Linked DNA regions of Rattus norvegicus: region 2 is linked to region 1. Evidence: chromatin contacts called from public HiChIP or PLAC-seq data. All regions are on one chromosome and are shown on one strand. Each heading gives the region's core, a stretch centred on a gene start, on an enhancer-like site or on the middle of the called end of the contact. The rest is flanking DNA. Distances are from core to core; before and after follow the strand shown. Region 1 has its middle 12 kb from the start of H1f10. Region 2 holds the start of Rpn1 (ribophorin I).

Region 1 (6,194 bases), core at 2,228-4,727:
AGCCTCCCGCGTTTGGGGCATCCAGTTGCTTTGGGGACAAGGGTCTCTCTTTACCTGGCACCTATTAGCCTCCATGGGGGCCTGTGGGTTCTGCTTCAACTCTTGCAATGAACTCTGTTCCCCTCCAATCACATCTTGTTTCTGTCCCTGAAGGACTGGTCCCTATAGAGTTGGGACGAGATGAGAGGCCACTGTGGATGGGGCCTAGGTAACAGAACAACACAAGACCTGTCCGCTAGGCTCCCATCTTGCTGGGTCACCGATCTCACTTGAGTAAGGGGAAGGAGGCAAAAACCTCCTGGCAGGTCCTGGCAGGGGATGAGAGCAGCATCAGGTATCTGGGAGAGACTGGCTAGTGTCTGATAGCAAATCTTTACTGTTGGATCCATTTAAGCTGCCTTCTCACATGCCCACCACTTTCTGGGATCCTGTCATTAGAGAAAGACCCTGTAGTTCACTGCTACATAGCCCGGCACATAGTAGGCCCTCAATAAATATTTGTTGAATAAATGAGATGGGATTCAAAACCAAGAATAGGTTTTGGGTGTCTGAATCTTTCCATGTCATCCTCTCCACTGGGGACCCAGCTCCAAGAGCTTCATGGGGTCTAGGCCACCAGTCAGGGCAGGTGTGAACCTCACCTCAAACCCTAGTACAAAGCCACTGTGTCTCTGTAAGGGGCATAGAACTTCCTTTTAATACAGGAGGTTCTTTGTCAGATTTTGGGGATCCTGAGCTTCCCAACTCAGGAGCCAATCAGCAACTGCCGGAGCCCCTCCATCACTGCAATTACAGACACAGACACAGGTTCCTGGATCCTGGCCCCTGCTGACCTCTTCTACTGTCTCCTGGCCCCACACCCCTCCTTGGCCATCCCTTAGCAGATCCCTTTTCAGACTAAATTACCTTTTACTGATCACAATATCAATCTCCTTGTCAGAGACTTGGTTTTGACAACACTGAGTGATAGAAATCTAGAAACGATAATCTACCTTAGGACTTACATATATTAAAGTTAATACCTCCCCACCCTCCCCACCCCAAAAAAACCCAGCCTATCATCTAACACCTGCTGGGCGTGCCCTTGGAAGAGGCCTTGTTCTTTACAAGGTCGGCAGGGCCCTTAACACACCCGTGCCTTGTCCCAGCCTCTATCTTACATGAAGAAGCTGAGGTGGGCCCCGGAGGCGTGTCCGGAATATAGTCCAAGCACACTTCCCAGCTCCTGCTCTCGTCCTTGTGACTGTCCAGCTAGCAGGGGTCACAGAGGCACCTGGCCAGTCACATCATTAGGGATGAGAAGCCACAAGGTTGGGCAGGGAATGCAGAATGAGTTCACTCAGCCTCCTGGGACTCTGCTCAAAGACAACCATCAGGTGTACCAAGAAGCTCTGCATATGTGTCACTGGCAGCAGCCCCAGAAATGGACTCCAGCCTCAGACGCCTCCCCGGGGAAGGGAGTAACTGCGATTTGTTGCTTAAGCAGCTTCCTGGCCCCCAACTTCTTTGTGCTGCCTGCACTGTGAACGTTAATAAGGCTGAAACCCCCATGCTCATTATTGACATAACAGAAGAAACAAATTAATTTTTCTGATAATTCTAGACTCTGGGTCTTCTCTCTCTAAGGTCAACTCCTATGTAGACATTGCCCCAATAAAACCCAGCAAGTATTTGAGACATTTCCCCCATGAGAAGCAAAAAGGCCGTTTCTGTCCTTTTCTCAGTGCGTGCTACAGAAGGAATAAGCGACATTTGGTGAGAAATGTTCATTTTTCAAAAGTTTGAATTCCTCTGTGTCCCCCCGCGCCCCCCCCGCTCCCCAAGAAGTTTTAGGCCCTGCCCTAGACAAAGAAATTTTCAGTTCTGTAACCTAGCTATACTTTTTACTCTACAACTGAATTTTATACTCTTTCCTCAAAGGAGGCTGAGAGGACTCAGCACTGGTCACTTGCCTAGTAGTCCTGAAGGCCTAAGTTCCATCCTGCCACCAAAAAGAGAAAAAGTTTACCATTCTTTATCAGCACCATAATTAGCAGACTTAGTTTTCAAATTAGATTTAAGTGAATTCTGTTTTAAAGTCAGGAAAAGAAAGGCCTTCATGAAGAGCAGCCACCAACTAACCACACTGGCCAGAACCATGTTGGCTGTGGAGCAACCTAGTCCCTTAGTCCAGCTGAGACCGACCAGACCAGGGCACGGCCCAGCCCAGCCAAGAGCCTGCAGGTTCCCTGTCTGTCTGTGCACGTGGCTGTGGTTTCAGAGTAGCGTTAGCTATTCATCTGGAAGCAGGGTCAAAGTTCTTCCCTGGGGGAAATCGCACAGAGAGTAGCGATTCCCCAGACTTTTAGGCAGTACAGGACATGCTTGTCACTGTTACACACACCCGTCAGTCCTGCTTCCTCACTCCTAGCCTTAAATAAAGAGGTGATTTTGGTTTTGTCGCTTTTTAATGTTCCTATCCCATAGCTAAGGTAGAAGGGCATCAGGGCACAGAAAGGCAGGGACTTCGGGTTCTGGGTGGTGGTTCCTTTCATTACTGGGGGGCCCAGGCAAGGATCGACACCATGGGCCAGGGCTTTGGACACTTGTAAGCCTGCCCGATAAAACTTCAAGAATTGGGACACATGCCTTTAGTCTCAGCATTGAGGAGGCAGAGGCAGGAGGATCTCTGAGTTAGAGAGATCCTGGTCTATATAGTGAGTTCCAGGATAGCCAGGACTATGCAGAGACCCTATTCCAAAAAAGCACCCCAAAAAGGAAGGATAATTAGATTCCTGGGAATCTAGGTCCACAGAAGCATTAATCTAAGGAGTTTCTGTCCTTGCCCATCCAGGTTGGTCTTCTATTACTAAATACCTGGGGTTTGTTATTTTATTTTGAAGCTTCCATTAATCCTGCCCCATCTGAATCCAGTGTCTCCAGTAGCCTGGGGCCATGTCAGGTCCAGCCTGGCTTGAACACCCTTTTCTACCTGGGGGCCCTTCTGTGATTTCGGCTTTACACTAATGTCCCCAAACACTTCGTGCCCAGTTCCCCTCCACAGAAAGACCCTCTCCAAACACCCCATCTGAAGCAGGGTTACCCAGTGCCATTCCTGTCTTTCCTCCTGGGCACTTCAAGTTCTGTGCTAGCTAGTCTCTTCTGGTCCTATCAGTCAGTCTTTGTAGCCAAGTCCCGTGTAACTGGCACTCATGCTCGCAAATGTTCATTTGCTTAAGTGATGGAGGAAGGGTCTCAGGCCTGGTGCTGGGTACAGGGTAGCCAGCCCGATCCAGAGTGCCTCAGGCGACCCACAAGGCTGTTGTCCAGCTACATTAACAGGAATGAAGAAAGACTTTGTTGCTGACGCGGTCTTGGGCCACGGAGGATGGTCCAGCTCCTAGGAAGATAGAGCTGCCTCCCTGGTTCTCAGGGCCCCGCTGGCCCTGCTACTGGAGGTGACAGCATCTTCTGATCCACTGCCTTTCAGCTCAGCAGTTGGCCGTTGGGTAAGCGTTGGGAGCGCCCATCCCCCGCCTCCCCATCCTATCTCCATGGAGATCCACACTTTCCCCGCCCACCAGTCACAGAGGCAGAGGCGGGGCAGGGAGGGGGCAGCGCCGCCTCTGCGCTGCAGTCACAATGCTTTCTCACAGACCCTTCTCCTGCGAAACAGCCAGTAGAACTAGGAAGGGCGTGGGGTCTTGATGTGTTTGGTGCCCAGGGCTGCCCCGCACTAGTGTTTGCTGCAGCCACACCCTTCTATAGATCTGGTGACGGGTTTCCCAGCAGAAGCCAGAGAGGGAGGGCCCAAGGGGTTTCCCCAAGGACCGTATTCCAGGTAATCTGAGGTCATTGCTTTCGCCCTTCCAACACATTAGGTTAAGGCGCCTCCACTTTATTACTTAGGAAGCTGAAAGAACATTCCACAGGACCTCATCCTCTATCCCAGACTAGGTCAGGGTGTGAAACACACACACACACACACACACACACACACACACAGAGAGAGAGAGAGAGAGAGAGACAGAGACAGAGACAGACAGAGACACAGAGACAGAGACACAGACACAGAGAGAGAGACTGAGAGAGACAGAGACAGAGAGAGAGACACAGAGAGAGACTGAGAGACCCCCCAGCATAAGATCCAAAGGGTCACGGCATCTTTGTGCTGAGGCTGACCAACCTTCGAGCAGACCTCTGGGGTGCCAGCCACCTGAGACCGCCTGGCAGGTCTGGCTGCTCCAGTGACCACAGGATGAAGGTCCTATTCCTGTGTTTTCCAGGCCTGAGCAGCAAGCACCTTATAGCTCATTATCTCAAACCCAGAGCCCTGGTCCCTGCAGTGTCAGGGACATATAAACAGCCACATTCAACACACTGATGACTTCTCTTTGTCCTTTTACTTATTTAATTTCCTTTTGTTCCGGGAAATAAAAAAACAAGACAACAAACCAAAAAAAAAAAAAAAAAAAAAAAAAGAACAGAACACAGAGCACTGGGCAAATCCCTCTCAGGGTTGCTCAGACTTGGACCAGGGAGAAAGTACAGGTGAACCAAGCACTTCATGGGGGTTAGAACCGGAGGGGCCGAGACCTGCTGTGTCAAGCCTGGTGTGGATCTCAGGACACATGGCACACTGAGTAGTCCTTTGTGTGTGGTTTTATCGTCTTTGGCTTTTGTTTCTTTTTGTGTGTGTGTATGCATGCGTGCATGCGTGTGTGTGTGTGTGTGTGTGTGTGTTTTGTGTGTTAAAAGTCATATCTTACTGGGAGAAGGGCAGGCCAGAAGAGGGCACTAGGTTGCCTGGAGCCGGAGTTCTAGGCTGTTGAAAGCAGCCAGTGCGATCACACTCTTCTTAAAAACACTGGTTTTCACCCAGCCTGATAGTATTTGGTTGTTGTCATCCCAGCACTTAGGACACTAGGGCCCTGTCTCCAAACAAACCCCTCAGAGTAAAGCAAACTGAAGACAGCTCTGTGGTTGCACAGATGGGACCACAGCTGTGACTCCAGCTATTCCCAGCTGAGGCATGGAGAGCTAAGGCAGGCTTCCTGCTCCCAGGTCAGAGGGCATCTAGCCAACAAGGGACAGGGGAGGGCCCAGGAGCCCTAAAAAATACTCAAGGTGGTGTCAATGTAACAAACGGCTTCCAGCCAACTCTGGCTGTTCAAAGGTGCTCCTTTTCTCAGAGTCTCTTCTGTCTCCCAGTTCAATTCTGTTTATGCCAGAATGAATTCAGCAATCGTCTAGACTGGCATCTTCACCCATTACATTTCTTGGGGGTTTACCAGGATTTGGGAAATTGTTACGCAGATTTAAAAGACTCAAAGGTGGCTGTGACCCATCCAGTACTCTGAGGGCCCCCTCTGAGCAAAGGGGACACACTGATTACAGCTCCCATGGTGAGAGCCCTGTAAGCCCTCACCTCCACTAGGAGGAGAGTAGGGCTCCGGCTCTGATGTATGCATGTGTATTCTGAACTTCTATGGCAGGAAGGAGATTGCTCCCTGAAGAACCAGCCATTTTTAAGAGACTGTGCAAACTGGACCTCAAGAAACAGACAGCAAGGAACAGATAGTTTTCCAAGGAAGAAGGTGGGAAGAAGTAGAGAAAGGTTCACAGGGAAGGGGAGGATCCATGCTCTGCCAGCTAGAGCTGCCTTACATCATCCTGGCTCCTGGGCCCTTCAGTTGAATAAGAGCTAAGTGGAGAAGCTAGGGGGAGTCTGGCTGTGGCTTCTTGTGCCTCCTCTGCAGGCAAAAGTTGGAATTGTCTTCTTCCGACCTGAGAAAGTGACGCCAACATTGCTCTGAGTTCAAGGTAGGAAGTCTGGGATTCCAAAGCTGCTGAGAGAAGCAGGACGGAAAGCTTCGTCTCCAAGTAAGGAATCATCACTGGATGCTGCCGATGCCGAAGGGCGTCATCTGCCTGCAACCTCCTAGATGCTTGGCGTGGTCTTGTAGCTCTCAAGGGGTAAGAATGTCCCATCTGTGAAGTCTGACGCGGGGGCTATGGTGGCAGGAACAGGGTCAGCCTTAGCTAGACTGCGCGTGTATAAAGTGCTCTCTCCACACACATCCCTTCCTCTAACCCAGGCCTCCCCAATGTCTGTAGTGTGTGGCCTTGCAGTAGACACCGTGTTGGCTGTCAGGCCCTGTGGGAGAAGGCTCGCTTAAACACACAAGAGGCCTGGTTCCTATCCTCAGCACTTG
Region 2 (6,194 bases), core at 2,547-5,046, 89 kb after region 1:
GAAATTACAGCATCTCGGAAGTTTAGCGAGTTTACTATATAGAGTTGGATAGAGGGGTGGGGTTATTTCATACAGCTGAACTAGGAGGTGGGGCTATGCTACGCATATAATCAAAGAAGCAGAAGCAGGGTTTATAGTACACAGCTGGATCAAGGGGATGGGTTTGACTGATCTTGGCAGAAACAATCTCTGTAGGGGAGCCGTCTTCAGGCTATAGGTATCCAGGGGGAGAAGGCTATCATGGACATTTTCTGCACACAATGGTAATACTAGCTCTCAGTTCCCCAAGGAAGGCTTTGCCATCTGTCTGGATCTGAGGCTATGGGGTCCTTGACATGTCCATGCCCACATTGACAGCACGCATTCACTCATGACTTCGTTTACACAGGGCTTTCTCAGCCGCCCTTCACCTTTCAACCACAGCATGACTCAATGTCCCTAATGGTGTAGTAGTGGTACTCCCATCTCGGCAGTAACCAACAACTGACTAACCGGCTCACCCAACAGGAGGGAAATCATGCCTAGTAATGGGAAACTGCCCAACGTACATGCCAACAGACCAATCTGATGGGACAATTTCCCCAGGTAACTTTCGCTGTGTCAAACTGACAGAAACTAACCAGCACACAACCTCCATCTTGGCACCCGTGGTGGGCGGTGGAACTGTGAGAGGTGGGCATTCTTAAAACCATGGGGAAAACACCCTCAAAGGTGATACTGGAGCCCCAGTCCCTCCTCTTCTCTCTTCTCCCCTGGCTATAAAAAGTGATCAGGTTTGCTGTATCATAATGGATTGCCACAAAGTCAAAGCAAAAGGACTAACCAATCATGGACTGAAACCTGTGAGACCTGTAAGTCACGTGAACTTTTAAACTTATCATATAAGCTGTGCTGGCCTTGCTTATTTATCGACGCCAACGTTGGGATGTAGCTCATGCCTTGTTCGTATGAGACAGATGCTATCTCACTGTGCTGTCTTGGATGTTCTGTAGGCACACCTATTCGGGGTCTTCTGGTTATTTTTCCACTGCATAGTGGATTGTTTTCTTATTGTTGTATTTTTTGATTGTTTTGGGTGCAATTCTTCTGTTTGATGCGTTCCATTTTTTTTTTTAAAGATTTATTTACTATATATAAGTACATTGTCATTGTCTTTAGACACACCAGAAGAGGGCATCTGACCTCATTACAAAGGGTTGTGAGCCACCATGTGGTTGCTGGGAATTGAACTCAGGACCTCTGGAAGAGCAATCAGTGCTCTTAACTGCTGAGCCATCCCTCCAGCCCCGTGTTCCATTTTTTTTGACTTCCATTCTGCAAGTAGGCTAGACTGGAGAGCAAACAAATCTACCTGTGTCTGCCTCCCCACTGGTGGTATTGCAAGGGTATATCACTGTCCCTGGCTTTTTTTTTTTTTATGAGTTCTGGGGATCAAATTCAGGTTTTTATGCTTGAGTGGCAAGAATTTTACTGACTGAGCTATCTACCTAGTTACCCTCTTAACACTCTCAATAATGATTTTGTTATTTTCAAATATTTTTTAATTGTGTCTGGGTGTGTTGTCTGCATAAATGTCCGAGCAGCACATTCCAGAAATGTGAGTGGAGTCCAGAAGAGAACATTAGATCCTCTGGAACTGGACTTGGTGTTGTGAGAAGCCATGCAGGTTCTAGGAATTGAACCTTGGTCCTCTATAAGAGCATCCAGTGCTCTTAACTGCTAAGTCCTCTCTCCAACCACCTAACTTTATAATTTTTAAGTTTGGAAGAGTTGAGCAAATTCTGGTTTTGGATGTTATTTTAAATGGCTGCTGTATTGCCTCTGCTATCCTCAGCAGAGCTTTGCCCTGGTGAATGTGGTAATAGAGCAGCCATACTTCTTATTGTTGTTGTTGTTGTTGTTACATTGAAGCAAACATTCTATGCTGGTCCTGGATTTGCTGTATTCTTTCCTCCCAAGTACTGGAGGGTTACAGGCATGTACCACTACAACCAGGTATCATTAAAAGAAAAGATTTATGTTTAAATTTGTATTTATGTGTGCGTGGTGTGTATGTGTGTGTGTGTGTGTGTGTGTGTGTGTGTGTGTGAGAGAGAGAGAGAGAGAGAGAGAGAGAGAGAGAGAGAGAAACAGAGACACAGAGAGACAAAGACAGACAAAAATTGAGGCAGAGGAACAGTACATCTGTGTATCAATGCTTGTGGAGGTCAGAAGAGGGCATCAGATCCTGGTCCTTGAGTGACAGGCAGGTCCTTTGGCAGAGCAGCACATTCTCCTAACCACTGAGCCATCTCTCCATACATAATGTATGTACTAGTGTGCAAACAATAAGTAGTTTTGTTTTGTGGGTTATACGGTCTGTTTCACCACTACATTCTGTTCCTGCTATGGTGTGAATGCAATCATAAGCTACAGGCAAATGAATGTAGCTATGTTCCAATAAAACTTTATAGAGAGAGACAGATTGTTGGCCTGCAGGTGCTAATTTCCTGACTTCTTCTCTGTAGGGAGGAGCATGTCCTTCCCTCCGCTCTCTCATTAGCCAGTGTCAGTGTTTGAATATTTCCATCTCCTTCCAAAATTTTTTTTTCTTTTTTTTTTTTTCGGAGCTGGGGACCGAACCCAGGGCCTTGCGCTTGCTAGGCAAGCGCTCTACCACTGAGCTAAATCCCCAACCCCCAAAATTTACCTTTAAATTACATCCTTCAAGCAACAATATTGGGACATGTTCATTAGATCAGAATTGATAAGAGGCAACACGGAAATGAAAGAGGTGACAGATCTCTACCAAGGCCTTATTGCCCTTAGTCAGAGCGAATGAAGGAGCAGCAGTCTCCTTTTGTGAGTGGAGACTGTACACCACAATCGTGCAGGGGGCTTCGAGATTTTATAGGGTTGAAACGGGACTTTAGGGGAGCAAAGTTTTATCAGTAGATTTTTCTTTATCATTATTATCATCATTGTTGTTGTTGTTTTTAAATGGTTTCAAGGCCCAATAATGCCAGTAGATGTTCTCTTTGCTACATTATTTTTCTTATCAGGTGTTATCAGTATACCGACTAGAGTTTTTCCACTAGCTTGAAGTTCATTTGTTTTAGGTCATTAATTCTTCAGTGTGACTTTGGGAGAGACAGCACTAGAGGAATCCATCTGCAAGAAGCCTTTGTAAAAGGTCTTGCCGCAGAGAGACCCTTTCCTGCCTTTCTGTCATATGACGATATGCGATTCCTTCTTTAGACAATGCAATGCCAAAGTTCCATCTTGGTAGTAAAGAGCAGCCCTCACCTGACAGCTTAGTCCTGCCAGTAACTTCACCTTGGACTTCTACAATTGTGCTAAGTGCCAACAGATACTTGATGTTAATATCATCAGCCTTGGTTAGTTGCTTAAGGTTTCTGCCATCGCTCATATTAAAAATTGAACTAAATATTAGGGGAGAGACTTGAATCTTTGGAAATTTCCCGTTTTTCTTTAAACTTTTGCCCACTTAGTATTCATATCAATGTAGAGAAGGCAAACTTATTTCCTTAGACTAAGCTGTTTCTGAGCGGAGAGGCCATTTTTTTTTTTTTTTTTTTTTTGCATAAGCATGAAGGAAACAGGAGATAAGGAAGGACGACTACCACAGAAATCACTGGTGAGTCTAGCTAATAAGCGCTCAAAGACGTGTGCCTGCGCTTTAAGATTTTTCAATCAGGCGCCCCATGGGCGCCCGGTTGCCTTGGAGACGGGGTCCTTCCTGACCCGGCCCAGCCATCTTGTGGTGCTGTTGGCCAATCAACGGTTGCGCCGTGGCGGGGGGGGGGCGGGGCGCGTGTCGGTGGCGCTCAGCTCGCGGTCATGGAGGCGCCGATCGTCTTGCTGCTGCTGCTATGGCTCGGGGCCTTGGCCCCGACGCCCGGCAGCGCCTCTTCGGAGGCTCCGCCGCTGGTCAACGAGGACGTGAAGCGCACGGTGGACCTGAGCAGCCACCTAGCCAAGGTGACGGCTGAGGTGGTCCTGGCGCACCCGGGCGGCGGCTCTACAGCACGAGCCAGCTCTTTCGTTCTGGCCCTGGAGCCCGAACTGGAGTCGCGACTTGCACACCTAGGCGTGCAGGTGAGCGGAGGGAGGAGCCGGCGAACCTCACGCAGGATGCCTGAGGAGACCGGAGATCCCTGGGGAGGTCGGGACGGGGCGGGGAAGTTATGGCGTTAGGGATCCACTAGGCGTCTGGTTGTCTGAAAGGTAGGTGTGGAGGGGACAGCGGAGAGGTCCGCCGTTCCTCCTGTCCGCGTGTCCTATCGGACACGTCAGCAGAAGCTTCCGAGCGTCGGGCGCCGCCCACGTGGCAGCTCCGGAGCTCCAGGCGACCCCTTGGTCTCCTGAAGACCTTCTTCCACACCTCAGGAGGGTCTTGGCTATGGCGGTACTTCGGGTACCTAGCTTCTTTTCTGTCCCCTGGACATGATCGTCTGAGGACTATCAGAGAGTTAAGACAGATCAATTCTTGAATGCAGTTGACTGGAGTAGTCTGTTCTCTCTAGATAGCAACAGCGTTCAAGCTGGTTTCTGGTATCAAAGTTTGTCATTTCTCACACCCGGTTAATGTGACACTCCTCTGAAAGCTGCTGCTTAACGCTTTCTTAATGTTCAGACTTCTTGAGTTAGTTTGAAGAGTCAGCCCCCTATGCTGTGCATAGGGGTGCAGCCCAGGTCTCTTCCTTTCCACCGCCTCTCATCGGAACACCTCAGCATTTACCCTTGTGTGCATTTACACCTTTTAGGGAAAGAAATCGTTGGCTTTGGGAATAGAGGGAATATCCACACAGGTTACTTTTTATTACTGTTCTCATTAACTATATTCATTAAGTGATTACCCAATTTATTAGGAGACTGGTCATTACAGTATCACATTTCAAAGTACAGGTTCTTTTAACTGCGGAGCTATAAAGCTGGACTTCAAATAGTCACCGACCTGTCTCCTGTCCCCTTTACATTGAAACCTTGTTCATGCTGAAGCATGGCTTTCCTCAAATACTTCTGGAAAGACATTTAATTTGCAGTTCTACCCGTGAGTGTTTTGGATGTTCAGTTCTGTTTTGTGAAAACCAGTCATGACTTAATGAGGTCACAGTATAATCAGATCACAGCAGATGCTTGTCACCCTGCTGTCCTGGTGTAAAATACATACAGATTGGGTCTCTTCACATGGCTCAGAGCATCCAAGTTCAATTCCACAGCCATCTGTAACTCCCGTTTCAGGGTGCACAGACATGGAAACAAACACCCATGAGCATTAAAAAGAAAAGATTAGGAAAAGAGAAGGCTGTGGCAGGTATTTTAGGCCCATTCTCCACCCTTACAGCAACCTTTTGAGGTACAGGTATTCTTACATGGCTGAGGAAGTTTCTGGTTTTGGAGCTTATTAACCCCAAATGGAGGTCTGATTTGTTCCACACCCTTGTTCCTGCATTATTGCTGCCTTGCTTTCTGTCCTTGACATGAAATTAGGACTTGTGATTCAGCTTCATAGTCATGTTACCAACTTATTCACAGTTGTGTTAATTCTGGAGGAAGACCAGTTTATACTCCTTACCTAGGTGAGACGCAACTGAATGCTAAACTTAAGAAAGAGCACACATTGCCTTGGAAACTTGAGTGAGGTGGATGGATACAGGAACCTTTTATAGAACTAGTAGGGCAGTAGAATTTGTAGTTTGAACCATCTTTTTCTCTTTCACTGTTTCAAGACAGGGTACTGCTGTGCAGCCCTCAGACTGTTTTGGAACCTGGAATCCTCCTGTCTCAGCCTTCAGAATGCTGAAAGCTAAAAATGACCTTGAACTGCTGGTCATCTTGGTTCTCTGTTCTAACTGAACTGGAACTACAGTTGTGTACCACCATACCTAGCTTTCTCACCTTTTAAGTAATGAATATTTTTTATTAGTATAAATAAGATGCATTAACGAAGAGTTCTGAATGAGCAAGAGTATACTAGAATGCTGCCCTTGTAAGGATCTAGTCAAAATAATGGCATTTTAAAACATTTCCAGTCCAGTATTATTGAGAATGATTATATAACTAAATTCTAAGATTCTGAAATACTAAAGATAATATTTTAAAAATTGCTCTTGGAGTAGGCATAGAGTGACAATTGCCTACATAGCTCCAACAGTTGGCAGGAGGATCAGTAGTTTAAGGTCATCCTAAAG

The links. HiChIP or PLAC-seq counts read pairs in DNA pulled down with a chosen protein or histone mark.
Region 2: a contact with region 1 is called in an H3K27ac HiChIP or PLAC-seq map of oligodendrocytes, with 3 times the contacts expected there. The contact joins the promoter of Rpn1 here to the enhancer-like site in region 1. A contact is called at or near these places in 8 of 12 Hi-C or Micro-C datasets (the A7r5 cell line, the Rat2 cell line, Schwann cells and 4 more) and 1 of 1 datasets of contacts at active chromatin or transcription factors (oligodendrocytes).

Annotation. Positions count from the first base shown.
Region 1 is chr4:122,008,159-122,014,352 of GRCr8, forward strand. No RefSeq gene overlaps it. Among named protein-coding and RNA genes, the nearest start is that of H1f10, 12 kb to the left of the region's middle. Within about 2 kb of position 3,478, at least 64 of the 93 cell types and tissues checked have an H3K27ac peak or open chromatin away from gene starts, as enhancers often do. A contact at or near this core is called in Schwann cells and kidney, where this site is marked.
Region 2 is chr4:122,097,180-122,103,373 of GRCr8, forward strand. It overlaps Rpn1 (ribophorin I), which reads left to right and starts at 3,797. Exons shown (of 10, transcript NM_013067.2): 1 at 3,797-4,098. The coding sequence starts at 3,841.